Linked DNA regions of Mus musculus: all the other regions are linked to region 1. A link is a contact called in public Hi-C data. All regions are on one chromosome and are shown on one strand. Each heading gives the region's core, a stretch centred on a gene start, on an enhancer-like site or on the middle of the called end of the contact. The rest is flanking DNA. Distances are from core to core; before and after follow the strand shown. Region 1 holds the start of Syt1 (synaptotagmin I). Region 2 overlaps Syt1 (synaptotagmin I). Region 3 overlaps Syt1 (synaptotagmin I). Region 4 has its middle 120 kb from the start of Gm23041.

Evidence for each region. Hi-C and Micro-C count contacts between places; a contact is called where the count stands out from the background.
Region 2: a contact with region 1 is called in a Hi-C map of olfactory sensory neurons, with 3 times the contacts expected there. The contact joins the enhancer-like site here to the promoter of Syt1 in region 1. A contact is called at or near these places in 5 of 39 promoter capture datasets (the 3T3-L1 cell line, 3T3-L1-derived adipocytes, the SN4741 cell line and 1 more), 5 of 484 Hi-C or Micro-C datasets (the N1E-115 cell line, brain, cerebellar granule neurons and 2 more) and 3 of 9 other capture datasets (adipose tissue, liver and pancreatic islet).
Region 3: a contact with region 1 is called in a Hi-C map of the N1E-115 cell line, with 6 times the contacts expected there. The contact joins the enhancer-like site here to the promoter of Syt1 in region 1. A contact is called at or near these places in 5 of 39 promoter capture datasets (the 3T3-L1 cell line, 3T3-L1-derived adipocytes, the SN4741 cell line and 2 more), 3 of 484 Hi-C or Micro-C datasets (the N1E-115 cell line, cortical neurons and rod photoreceptor), 1 of 115 datasets of contacts at active chromatin or transcription factors (forebrain) and 2 of 9 other capture datasets (adipose tissue and liver).
Region 4: a Hi-C map of the N1E-115 cell line shows a contact between it and region 1, with 3 times the contacts expected there. The contact joins the enhancer-like site here to the promoter of Syt1 in region 1. A contact is called at or near these places in 7 of 39 promoter capture datasets (the 3T3-L1 cell line, 3T3-L1-derived adipocytes, the C10 cell line and 4 more), 4 of 484 Hi-C or Micro-C datasets (the N1E-115 cell line, cerebellar granule neurons and cerebral cortex), 2 of 115 datasets of contacts at active chromatin or transcription factors (embryonic forebrain and neural progenitor cells) and 1 of 9 other capture datasets (adipose tissue).

Annotation. Positions count from the first base shown.
Region 1 is chr10:109,009,677-109,012,482 of GRCm38.p6, forward strand. It overlaps Syt1 (synaptotagmin I), which reads right to left and starts at 1,299. Exons shown (of 11, transcript NM_009306.3): 1 at 900-1,299.
Region 2 is chr10:108,867,132-108,869,831 of GRCm38.p6, forward strand. All of the region lies in intron 2 of Syt1 (synaptotagmin I), which reads right to left. Among named protein-coding and RNA genes, the nearest start is that of Syt1, 140 kb to the right of the region's middle. Within about 2 kb of position 1,295, at least 8 of the 459 cell types and tissues checked have an H3K27ac peak or open chromatin away from gene starts, as enhancers often do. A contact at or near this core is called in cerebellar granule neurons, cerebellum and olfactory sensory neurons, where this site is marked.
Region 3 is chr10:108,830,965-108,833,664 of GRCm38.p6, forward strand. Syt1 (synaptotagmin I) reads right to left here. Exons shown (of 11, transcript NM_009306.3): 3 at 142-207. Among named protein-coding and RNA genes, the nearest start is that of Gm5136, 130 kb to the left of the region's middle. Within about 2 kb of position 1,382, at least 14 of the 459 cell types and tissues checked have an H3K27ac peak or open chromatin away from gene starts, as enhancers often do. A contact at or near this core is called in the N1E-115 cell line and rod photoreceptor, where this site is marked.
Region 4 is chr10:109,249,525-109,252,239 of GRCm38.p6, forward strand. No RefSeq gene overlaps it. Among named protein-coding and RNA genes, the nearest start is that of Gm23041, 120 kb to the right of the region's middle. Within about 2 kb of position 1,372, at least 1 of the 459 cell types and tissues checked has an H3K27ac peak or open chromatin away from gene starts, as enhancers often do. A contact at or near this core is called in the N1E-115 cell line, where this site is marked.

The DNA.
Region 1 (2,806 bases), core at 49-2,548:
AGTCCACAGAGGCTAACCAGATTAGCAAGATCAAAGTAAAAGTCAAGTCTCCTGATAATTCTGGTGTCACTTGGAAAGGTTTTGAAACTTCCCATGTTATTACCCTCCCACTATAAAGGCTACCTGGGTAAATCTCGGGAGGGTGATGATCTAGTTTTAATTTTTACAAACTCAACAAGCCCTCAAAGTTCAGACAGTGACCCTGAGGTGCTATCCCAAACTGTCAGCCCCACAGGACAGATGCAAACAAGAAGATTCTGATAGCAGGCACAGGAGAGCAGCAGCAATTAAGCAGTTGAAAGTGGGTTGGAGTGTTGGGTTATTTTTGTTCCATTTGTAGCCTCTTGCAAGGAGGAGATGGATTCAAATTTGACACTTCCTTTCTGAGAGCAGAAGCTGGTCTCCTTGTCTACTCTCATTCAGTTTAATTCCCTGTGTGGTTTCATCCCTTCCTGGACTCATATTTTCACACGGGGTTGCAATCTATCCTCCCTCCAACAGAAAGAAATCTTTTTTCTCTTCTTCACTGCCCTTCTTCCCTGTAAGAAAGACAATCCTCCACCCCCCGTTGGGGGTGGGGGGCTGTACTGGCTTAGAATAGGAGGAGGGGGAGGAGAGAGGGGGCTGGGGGGTGGAGGACAGAGGAGAGAATGGAAGAAGCAAGAAGATGGGGGATGCCCAACATCAACTCCTGGTTCTGAATCACCAGCCCTGTGCAAAGTGCTTTCCCCGGAGATGCACTTGTGGTCTTGCATTTCTCACAATAGGCTTACGGGGGGATCCCTCCCTAGGTCTCCCATCGCCACAAATCAAGTGTACCTACGTCTCTTCGACAGATTGAAGCGCAGAGGTACCAAGGTACCACCGAGGTGGCCGCGCTGCCAGTGGGGCTGCCTTACCTGGAGCGAGGACCGACCGGGAGATGGTGCGAGTCTTGGTCCCCGCTGCTCTCACCGCGGACCGGTGCGAGGCACACGAGTACTCTCTCGCTGCCTCCGCTCTCAGAGGGGCAGCCTGCAACACAAAAGGGGTGTGTGGGTGTGGGTGTGGGTGAGGTTTTCTAGGGCCACCAGCTGGTCCCAGCTGGCCGCCCCCGCCCTGCACACACCCCTTCGGGGACCTGAGCCCCCTGTTGGGTGAGCAGGACCCTGGGGGCTTGCCCCGGTTACAGCCTCAAGTTGCCCACTGCTAACTGCGGATGCTGTCGCTGCAGGAGGAGGAGGAGGAAAGACACTGGGGGCTGAACTCGGTCAGAGCATCCCCACACTGCAGCTTCTCCAGGAATCCCTCCAGTGAGGAGGCGGCCGCCCATCATCTCCCGGCCCCGGCTCTTGATTGGTTCCAACCAAGGTACGCTGCTCAGAAGAGCCAATCAGAGAGCACTGATAATAGGTGGCTCCTCTCAGGCAACGGAGCCCAGCCCAGTACTGTTAGAGTCTCTCCATCCCCACAGCGGACAGGGACCTGAGGAGAGGGGTTTAGGAGAGTGGCGGGGGTGGGGTGAACTAAGAGGAGACCAGATCCCAAAGAGAAAACACTAAAAGATAATTTTCTAGACCCGGTGGGTAGACTCGGGAATGCCCTCAACCTGTTCAGTAAGCCATAAGCACTGGATAAGAAGCAAGCCTAATACAAAGCTTTTTTTTAACTTTCAATCAAAACCTGCCTTGATACTGAGCATGCCCAGATCTACACAGCATCCTAGGAGTTTCGATATGTGTGAGTTCTAGGTTGAAAAGGTGGGAGCTGGGACGCGAGAGAGGCAGAAGTTTGTCTTTGGCCATTTGACACCGCGGAGTTGTGGGGAAGCAGGACTACTGAGATAGAGGTGGTCCTTCTTGCTTTGGGAGACCAGTCACATCATTCCGTCTGAACTCGAGTGGGAAGCCAGGCTCCGATAATGTCAGGGCAGCTAGATGTCTAGAGACCGCCCAGGAAGGGTGTGGTGGACCAGAGCTGTATGCAAGGTCCATCCATAGGTGGGGCGGAGGAGCGAGGCTCCACCCAGCTGCAGCTGCTAGGCAATGGAGCGAGCGCCCAGGGAGTTTCCATGCAGCGACCAATAAGTTTGGAGACTTGGGTCAAGTGCGACCTTGCTAGGCACGCTTTTTCCACCTTCTTGGGCTTGTGCTCGCCCCCCCCCCCCCTGTCTCCGTCTCTCTTCACCCCTTGCCCGCCCGCACGGTGGGGGACTAAAGGGCTTTCTCCCTCCTCTTCCTAGCTGAACCCTTCTGCTCGGAAGTAAGAAGCTTTTCCCTCGTGAGAGCAGCCGTGACCTGATTGTCTCTAAGCTCCTGGGCAATTTATAGCTTGGTAATACCGAGAGATGCCAAACAGGGAGGCTGAGAGGCTTGGACGGGAGGGCAGGCTGGCTGGCCCTGGGGTGGAGTCTAGCTCCCAAGGGCAGGAGCCTTTTACTCCACAGGTGAAATGCTTTCTTGTCACTAACAGAGATTTTTTTTTTTCTTTCCCACTCGCTTGACCTTGCTCAGTGCCCTCAGAACCTCTTGTTTTGCTTGGAAATCTTAGCAGTTTTTGTAAAGTTGATCAATAGCCACAAATGAGCACTCCCCTAATTGGGCTCTTTATTTTCCTGACAGGATGATCCTGGCATCTCAGGTAAGGAAATAAATAGCGATCGCAATTCCCCAAACTCATCCACTTTGAACTGGAGTTTCATTAACACTGGTGTGCAAAGGTAACTGTAGAGAGAATTCAATTAACAGTAACACATTTCTTCAGGTTTGTAATTAAATCTCTTCTATTTATATAATGTTTAAGATTAAGATTCAGAATATATGCCCAA
Region 2 (2,700 bases), core at 45-2,544, 140 kb before region 1:
CATATTTTTTTTTCACTCCTGGGAAAATAGTTTTCATGAGCTAACGAATGAACTTACACATGGCCTTACAGAGAACATCTTAATTTCAAGCCTTCCTGCATAAATGATGAGCCACGAAGTGCAGAGAGGTCAACATAGCCCAGAGTAATTACAGCGGCATTGCAGAGCAGGAGAGATTGGAGAAGGCCTGCGAACTGTAGTTGAGTTTAAATCATAGTTATCTTTAGTCACCGGATTTCTCCTCACCTATGGAGGAGGAGCTTGAATCTCTTCCCAGGCCAGTTCCCCTTGGCTTCCTGCCAGGCTGTCAGTAGCGACAGCCCTTTTGCTGAAAAATGGCCAACAAGGTAACCATGAATAATCTCAGGCTGAAAATGCTCAAAAATTTCACAAGCTGAAATGTTAATGCGCCCAGGAGCTAGGGATACATTTGTGTGGATGCAAATTACTTCTTTTCTTTATAGAACTGTCCTGGTGGCTCTAAAAATGTACCAAATAACGAAATGTCAGGAACTATTAATTAATTGACTTCACTTGTTTCTGAAACACATTTTAACCACCTATAACTGGACTTTAAAGAAACTAACCAAGATAATATCACCATCAATTTTGACATTCATCATCATGGAGAAAATGAGGACTTTGTCGCCTGGTCCTCCTCATCTTCCAATACATCATCCCTATTAAGTGATAAGCTGGAGGTTTCTCACAATACCTTTCTTTATCTCCTAATCTTACCATAGAACATTTCTGATACCCCTCTGTGCTCAAAAAAGCAACATATAGCAACATACCAGAAGACATAGGCATAGAAATATACAAAATGGAATGGATGCCATTCCAGGGTCACTCGGAAGAGGGCAACAAATATTGCTCATCCTTCCTAATAGCCGAATGACATGAACAGCCAAACCAATGGGCCTGAACTGCTACCAGTCAGTCATAGGAAGACAGCTGGCTTCTCTATAGATAAATTTATCACCTAGGCATCACGAGAGGAGAGTATCACTTCTGCGTTCTCTTGCTATCCTCACTGTATGTTACAACTATGTGGCATTCAGGAAATCATTTCTGGTTTATAGGCAACCTTTGGCCTTGGCAAGTTTAGACGAACAGGTATTACCTGTTGGCACTACTGCTGCACTAGCAACTCTGGAGCGAACCCCTGGATGATACATGTAAATACTGCTTTAATTTCTATGCTTATGTAAGTCATCTTCATATGTGGTCACCACTTGCCTGCATGAGAAGACTTGGAATGGAATGTAGGGCAGATAAAATTAGCACCTTCGTGGAAAGGGCTCACTGTTTGTTAGGACTCAGAGGGCTGCCAGAAAGCTTGGTTGTGATCACATAGCCAGGAGGTTTTCTCTGAGGGCCTCTCTAGGGCTTCTGGATACTTTCCAATGACTTCATGGGGTTTCTTTTCACAAACAGTAAACTATCATGGTTTGTACAAGCGTTTGAAAGTCTGACATTACATGCACTCTTTTTCTCCAAGCTAGTGTCACTCTTCAAAGGAAAGGATTTTAGGGTCAGTTGTGTTTATTACTTATAACTGTAAAATTGGATGCTCCTGAACACCTGACTGCTCCAGTTCCTTAAATCTAACCACAGAAATAATATGTGTAGCACTATAATGGTGTCACAGAGCAAAACAAGAAAAGGAGCTTAGAGAAACTAGAAATAGAAACATTGGGAAGATGACCTGGGGTCTCCTCACAAATAGAATCATGCCACATTCCTTTCTTATCCTGTATTTATCAAGAATCCCTGCTAGTCTAATGCACGATTCAAAACCAATAGCAGTATCAAATCTCTATTATCTTTAGCCTTCAGCTAGCAGCAAAACATATCTTAAGCATAATATACTATTGAAACTTCATACATTGACTTATGTTAATATATGTTACTATAACAGTGATGGCAAATTTTGTGTACAGCTTAATATTTTACAGCTCTCATCTAAATAATCATGAAACGGAGGCCCATTATAGCCAAATCATGAAATTTGTTAAGAATATAAGAGAAAGGAGAATTAGCTGAAATACATGACAGAAGTTAGCATCATCTTTATGATATTTCTTTATTTAACTGGCAGTTTGGGGACCAAAACCAGGCAAGTTTGTAACTGTTTTACTCTCAGACATTCATTTATTTTTAGCATACATTTGCATCACCAATATCTAAAAGTCAAACATGCATAAGTATATATATATATATATATATATATATATATATATATATATATATGCACATATATGCATTACATGCACTAAAATATTACATTCTGATAAGCAGGACCATTATCCATTTGGAGATACTGAAAATGGTGTTCTATCAAAAATGTTTCTCTAACAATGCAGGCTAACAATTTTATTATGACTTTATTTTTAAATTTTTGTCCTATGTGCTAAACCTCGGATCTCACCCATGCAGGGCAAACATAGTACCACATATCTATACCTCCACCCCTGTTTTATTATGACTCTTGCTCATGACAGGTTCTCTCGATAGTGGATATCCTTCAAGATGCTGACAACTGTTAGTTTAAAATGGAAAAAAAAGAGAAATTAATCCTATGAAAGAAGTGATGATTCAAAATGACAAAATGAAAACAAAATTAGGTTGAATCTGATTCCAAGCCCCCCCCCTTCTTTTTTGTAGAAATTAGTTGGTACCAACAGGATTATATAAGAT
Region 3 (2,700 bases), core at 132-2,631, 180 kb before region 1:
TCGAAATTGAGTTTCAGAAGGCACCACTTACTTGCTACTCTGTTTTCTAATCCTAAAAATTAGGAAGGTAAATATTTGTGCAAAAGATGATCTAATTGTGCAGAAGGTCTCATGTAATTATTTTGACACTAAAGCACTTACTGTTCTGCTGGGGTAGTCTGGAGTATTTGGGTTTTTTTGTTCCTTTTGGAATCTCCTTTCTTCAATCTAAAAGAAAAAGAGTACATAAAATTACTTGAGACCATCTTAAATAGGACGTTAGCTTTATTAGTATTTCTAATTTAGATTCCTGCAATATGTCCATCTAAGTATAAAACATGGCATCATCATGAATATTTTGTATGTACAATGTAGTGCAAGAGAAAATAGAACTTTAAACAATTTGAGAGTTTGACCAGTATGATGTGGATAATTTACATAGTCATTCTGTAAAACATAAGTTAGAATATTATGCTCCTCATAGAGTGTTTTAAAAATGAAAGTAAGAAAGTTTGACCTGAAATCTTACATTTTTCCCTGGAGCTAGAAATTCTACTATATATTATAACTATTTTTCTATTTTTCAGACCTTAATAGTGGATTTAGAAATCACCTAATCCTATTACAGCACATTGGCTATATCTATAAATGCACATATATCCAGATATATAAACCCGTAAAATATTAGAATAAAAGGAAGTACACATTAGTATATTAAATATACTGCACTCAATTTAGTCTCAGAGAATGAGAATTTAAAGTCCTTTCTTTCCAAGTGTCAATATCAGGACTGCCTTCATGCACTAAATAATTTAATCAAGAATTTCTGACTTGGTTTGACAAGCGAGGAGCCCATAACTGAAATGTTAATGGTACAAGGCATAAGTACATTCCACTCCAAGTTCTCATCAGTTTTAGTTCTCAGAATGTGGATGTTCAAAACCAAGAAACAACAAAACATTTAAAAATAGGTTCCCCATAAGCATCCTTGTCTGCTCAATGGAACGATGCAAATATCATGGTGACAGCCTCTCCCGCTCCTGGCTCATGGAGGTGCTGAGTGGAACAGATCTGAAGTGACAGCTGTACCTTCCGAGCCACACTCCCTGCATCTGTTTAGTCTCCGAGGGCTGCTTTCATTTCATCTCTGCTTGAAACACAACTGTTTTCTAGTAAAATTTATGAGCTACGTTGATGTTAAAAATCACTTAGATTTACCTGGCCAACTCTTAACATACGATTTCAAGCCACAGTCACTTTATGTAAAATCTCAGTAGACCGTCCTAATACCCTGCCGCATTTTATTGATGTGAAACCTAAAACAAGATTCTATGTGTATGCATGTTAAAATTGCAGTGACGCGCAGCACTTTATAAGGGACTGGAAAGTGTGATAGGAAAAAACGCACTCTGTTAAAATACAAGAGAAGATTTGACGTTACGCGCACTTAACAGTGTTACTCACAGAGGGTCATGCTTCTCTAAGGGATAGTGTGAAAGGATTAAGTAGCTTTGGTGGCTTATGCTCTCTACAGGGCTTTGGTTTCATATGCATATCTGTCACAAGGATAAATGGGCAAGCTTGCTCCACTGTAGGGGACAAAAGACTGTTTTATACATAACCCATGCTCTGAATGTGGGTGTGTACAGTATTTTTATGGTAGGCAATTTCAGTCTCTTTCATGTATAAATGCCTTCTCTTTAATCCACAGAGAAAATGAAACAAAAACAGGCTGCATTATTACTGTGGAGTGTTCACCATTTATCTGCATGTTGATAGAAGTAAGGCAGAGCAAACTACTAAATCCACTCAGCTAATTTCTTGTATTCAGGTTTGCTTGTTATATGACTTGGCTTAAAACTCAAAAAATAATGTCTGTTTTGGTATATTTATATATTTTTATAAAATATTAGATACACTCAAAGCCAATAAAACTGAGGAGGTTTTATGGCTGTTTTCATCTATGTAGGCTTGACAAAGAGGAAAGGATACTTCCCAATTGCTGTTGGTAGCTGTAGACAGAAAGCAAGCTATCCAATAACTTATAGAGCTTATGAATACGTACAAAATAAGCCAAACCATCGATGCTTTAGACACCAGGAACACTTGTTTGCCTTTTATTTAAGCAGGCAGAGAACCATCCATATTATACTGGGGATTTCAAAGCAGCAGCTCTAAAGCTTTTTAAAATATACTTATTTTCAATAATGACAACAATAAACATTTAAGTGCAAACTTTATTTTTTTACATATGTCAAGTCTTTGTTCTTATGTAGATACTTACCTAAGCATTCACTACTATAGCATCCTGTTAGATACTCATGTAGGGTCGGAGTTAGAGCACAATATACAATCTCGCATGGAGGTTATATGCAAATGCCATCCCTTTAGATCTAAGTCAAGGAACTCATAGCAGAAGCCCTAGCCCAAATCTTTACATGTCAAAACTGTAAAAATTTGATACACTCTCAGCCTTCTCTCTTGCACCACATCTGACGGAAATGCTAAAACTCATGGCTAGGACATAGTTGTAAGGCTGAGTAGTAATGCTCTTAGCACAGATTTTTTTTTTCTAATCCTAAGGGATTTGGTTAGAATTCTTCTGGTTCATGTTTGTATTCTTGGAACAACAAGCAACAAGCCGATATTGCTAGAAAACAGGACATTATCCAGGTCATTAGTGACTATGTGTATGGAAGCTTTTATATACATAAACAAACA
Region 4 (2,715 bases), core at 122-2,621, 240 kb after region 1:
TATTTGGGATAGATACTGCTAACAAACTGATGTTCATTGTATAATCTCTTCCATTATATAATTTTAATCTGATTGTATTTCTCCATGATTATGAAGCTTTGGGTGAAGCCAAATGGTTAGGTCTTGTGATAAAGTGACTATAGTTGAAAACGATGTATAACCATTTTAGGAGGCATTCATAAATATCCCTCTGTGCAGTCCTCCATGACTCATCTCTTTCCTTGTCTGAGTTTGGATATAAAGTGCTTACAACAGCCCCTGAGGACTTAAAAGATCATGGACCTCCAGGGCTTTAAATTGGCCACAAATCTACCTCATATATGAATTGCTGGAGGGTGTGAAGAGGCCAACAGATCCATTGCTCAGGGATCTCCAAGACACAGGGCAACAACAGGATACCTGACAGGAGTCCCTGTGGAGACCCAGTATTTATAGCGAAGCAGAAGCCAGAGGCCTGGAACCAGACCAATGACTCATTGCCAAAAACATCTGTGAGTAAAGATGCATGGACAAATGTGCATACTATGGAACACGCCGTGACAGACTACAGCTTTGATGATGAGATGTTTTCAATGCTTTGTCTTAACATTATTATTATTATTATTATTATTATTATTATTATTATTATTATTAATCTTTTGGAGTTGCAAGGGAAGAGAGCAAATACGAAGGGGTAGGGAGATGAGGGGACTGGGGTGCATGCTATGAAACTCATAAAAAAATTAATAAAAAAGTTAAAACAACCAAACAAAAGATCATGAAGACAAAGATTAAATCCTGCTCCTTAGCTAGTACTATGAAGCATCCCTCTGTAGAAAAGAAGTACTTTGCTGGATTGGATTTGAATGAGAGAGAGAGCATGACACATCTTAGAAGCTAAAATAAAGCCATTTCTCCATATGTTATATTTGGTCATGTTATTTTATCGCAGCAATAGAAAAGTAACTAATGTACGCATATACTGAGACATGTATTAAATTTTAAATGAAAACATTGTTTTTCAATGGAAGCTTTGTGTGTGTGTGTGTATACACATTATATATATATATAATTCAGGCCTTAATTTTCATATTCATTTCTGCTGTACTCTGACTCCTCTCATTTCCATAATATTGGAACATAGGAAGGAGGCGTGGGTATCAGTTAGGAGGATAAGCAAGTTCTGAATATATTGAATTAGAAACCAGACTGAGAGTAGAGGCAGTAGAAATCAATGACTTTAAAATTGCTTACAAAGATCGAATTAACAGAGTGGCACATTTGTTGATATTATATGAATAAGCAGCTAGACCTATGCTCAGAGATATTTAAATATTTATTGTCTACAATGCAATTTCAAGACTTTTTTTTTTGCTTGTCTTTATTGAGCAGACTACAATATATCTGATTTTTAATTGCCAACGAAAATACTAATTTTTCACAGCTTCTAAAATGTCTCATGATTGTTTTGTCAAAGGACTGGATGGCATATTCCCAGTCATACATACTCCACTTCTGTGTTCCTAGGGACTTGTTTATTTCCCATTTTCCTCCGGGATGCACATTTTGAATGTTGATGCCTTACGATTTGTAGCCTGTTTTTCCTATCTGATACACTGTACAATACCAGAGCCTGCTTTCCGAGGCAATGAATCACCCTGAAAGGTTATCTGTCAGTCATACATGCCCCATGGTGACAAGGCCTGAACCACTTAGGCCGTTTAATTTCCTGATGACCAGACATGCAACACAGACAAGCTTGAGATACTCTCTGGGATTTCTGTAGAGAATTTCACTGTAAAGATCAATCTGGGCTATCAGAGGAGTAACCAGTATGTCAGTAAGAACTCAAGTCCTGCACTTAGACTCACGCGCTCTGCCATTTATTTGGGTGTAAATTGGAGGCAATGGCTTTTCTAGAGGCCCTCAGTCTCTCATCTATGACATGGTGGTAACCAGCAGAGAGATTATTAAACTTACCTAGAGTAAAGGGACTACACTGTTAAATGGAGGCTGTGTTCCTTTTTATTAACAGACATCATTTTCTTTATTGCTTTTCATTTTTGTTTTTGAAATTATAATTTTATTACAGCATTTCTCCTTTCCTTTCCTCCCTTTAAACTCTTCCATGTACCCCTTTATGCTCTTCTTTAAATCCATGCCCTCTTTTGTTCGCATACTACTATTGCATACATACATGTAAAGCAAGATTTATAGGTGAAAAACTTGAGTTTCTACTGGAGACTTCTTTTGGCTTTTTGCATACCTAGGATTTCTCCAGAATATATTTGTCTAATGGCTGAGGGTCTTCCAGGTGAGAAAGGGATGCTATATGCAAGCTGGATCATCCATGATATCTAAGATGGATCCCATAGCTCACAATAGGACCTGAGTGAAAATTACCATTTAGTTGGTAGAATCTGGCTTAAGAAAGCTGTTTCTCTGATGTGCATAATTTCAAAAACATGGGCTAGTAAGGTGACATAGCAGATAAAGACATTTGCCTCTAACTCTGGTGACCTGAGTTCAATCCTTGAAGTATATATGACAAAGAATATAGTCAGCTTCCAAAGATTATTATCTCACCTGCATGTGGGGTGAACAACACCCATACTCCTATATATACAATAAATAAACATGAAATATTATATATTAATAAGAAAATTACTATGCTAACATTAGATTAAGTTTGAATATCCTGTTATACCAGACACAAGTAAACCCCTGTCCAGAAGC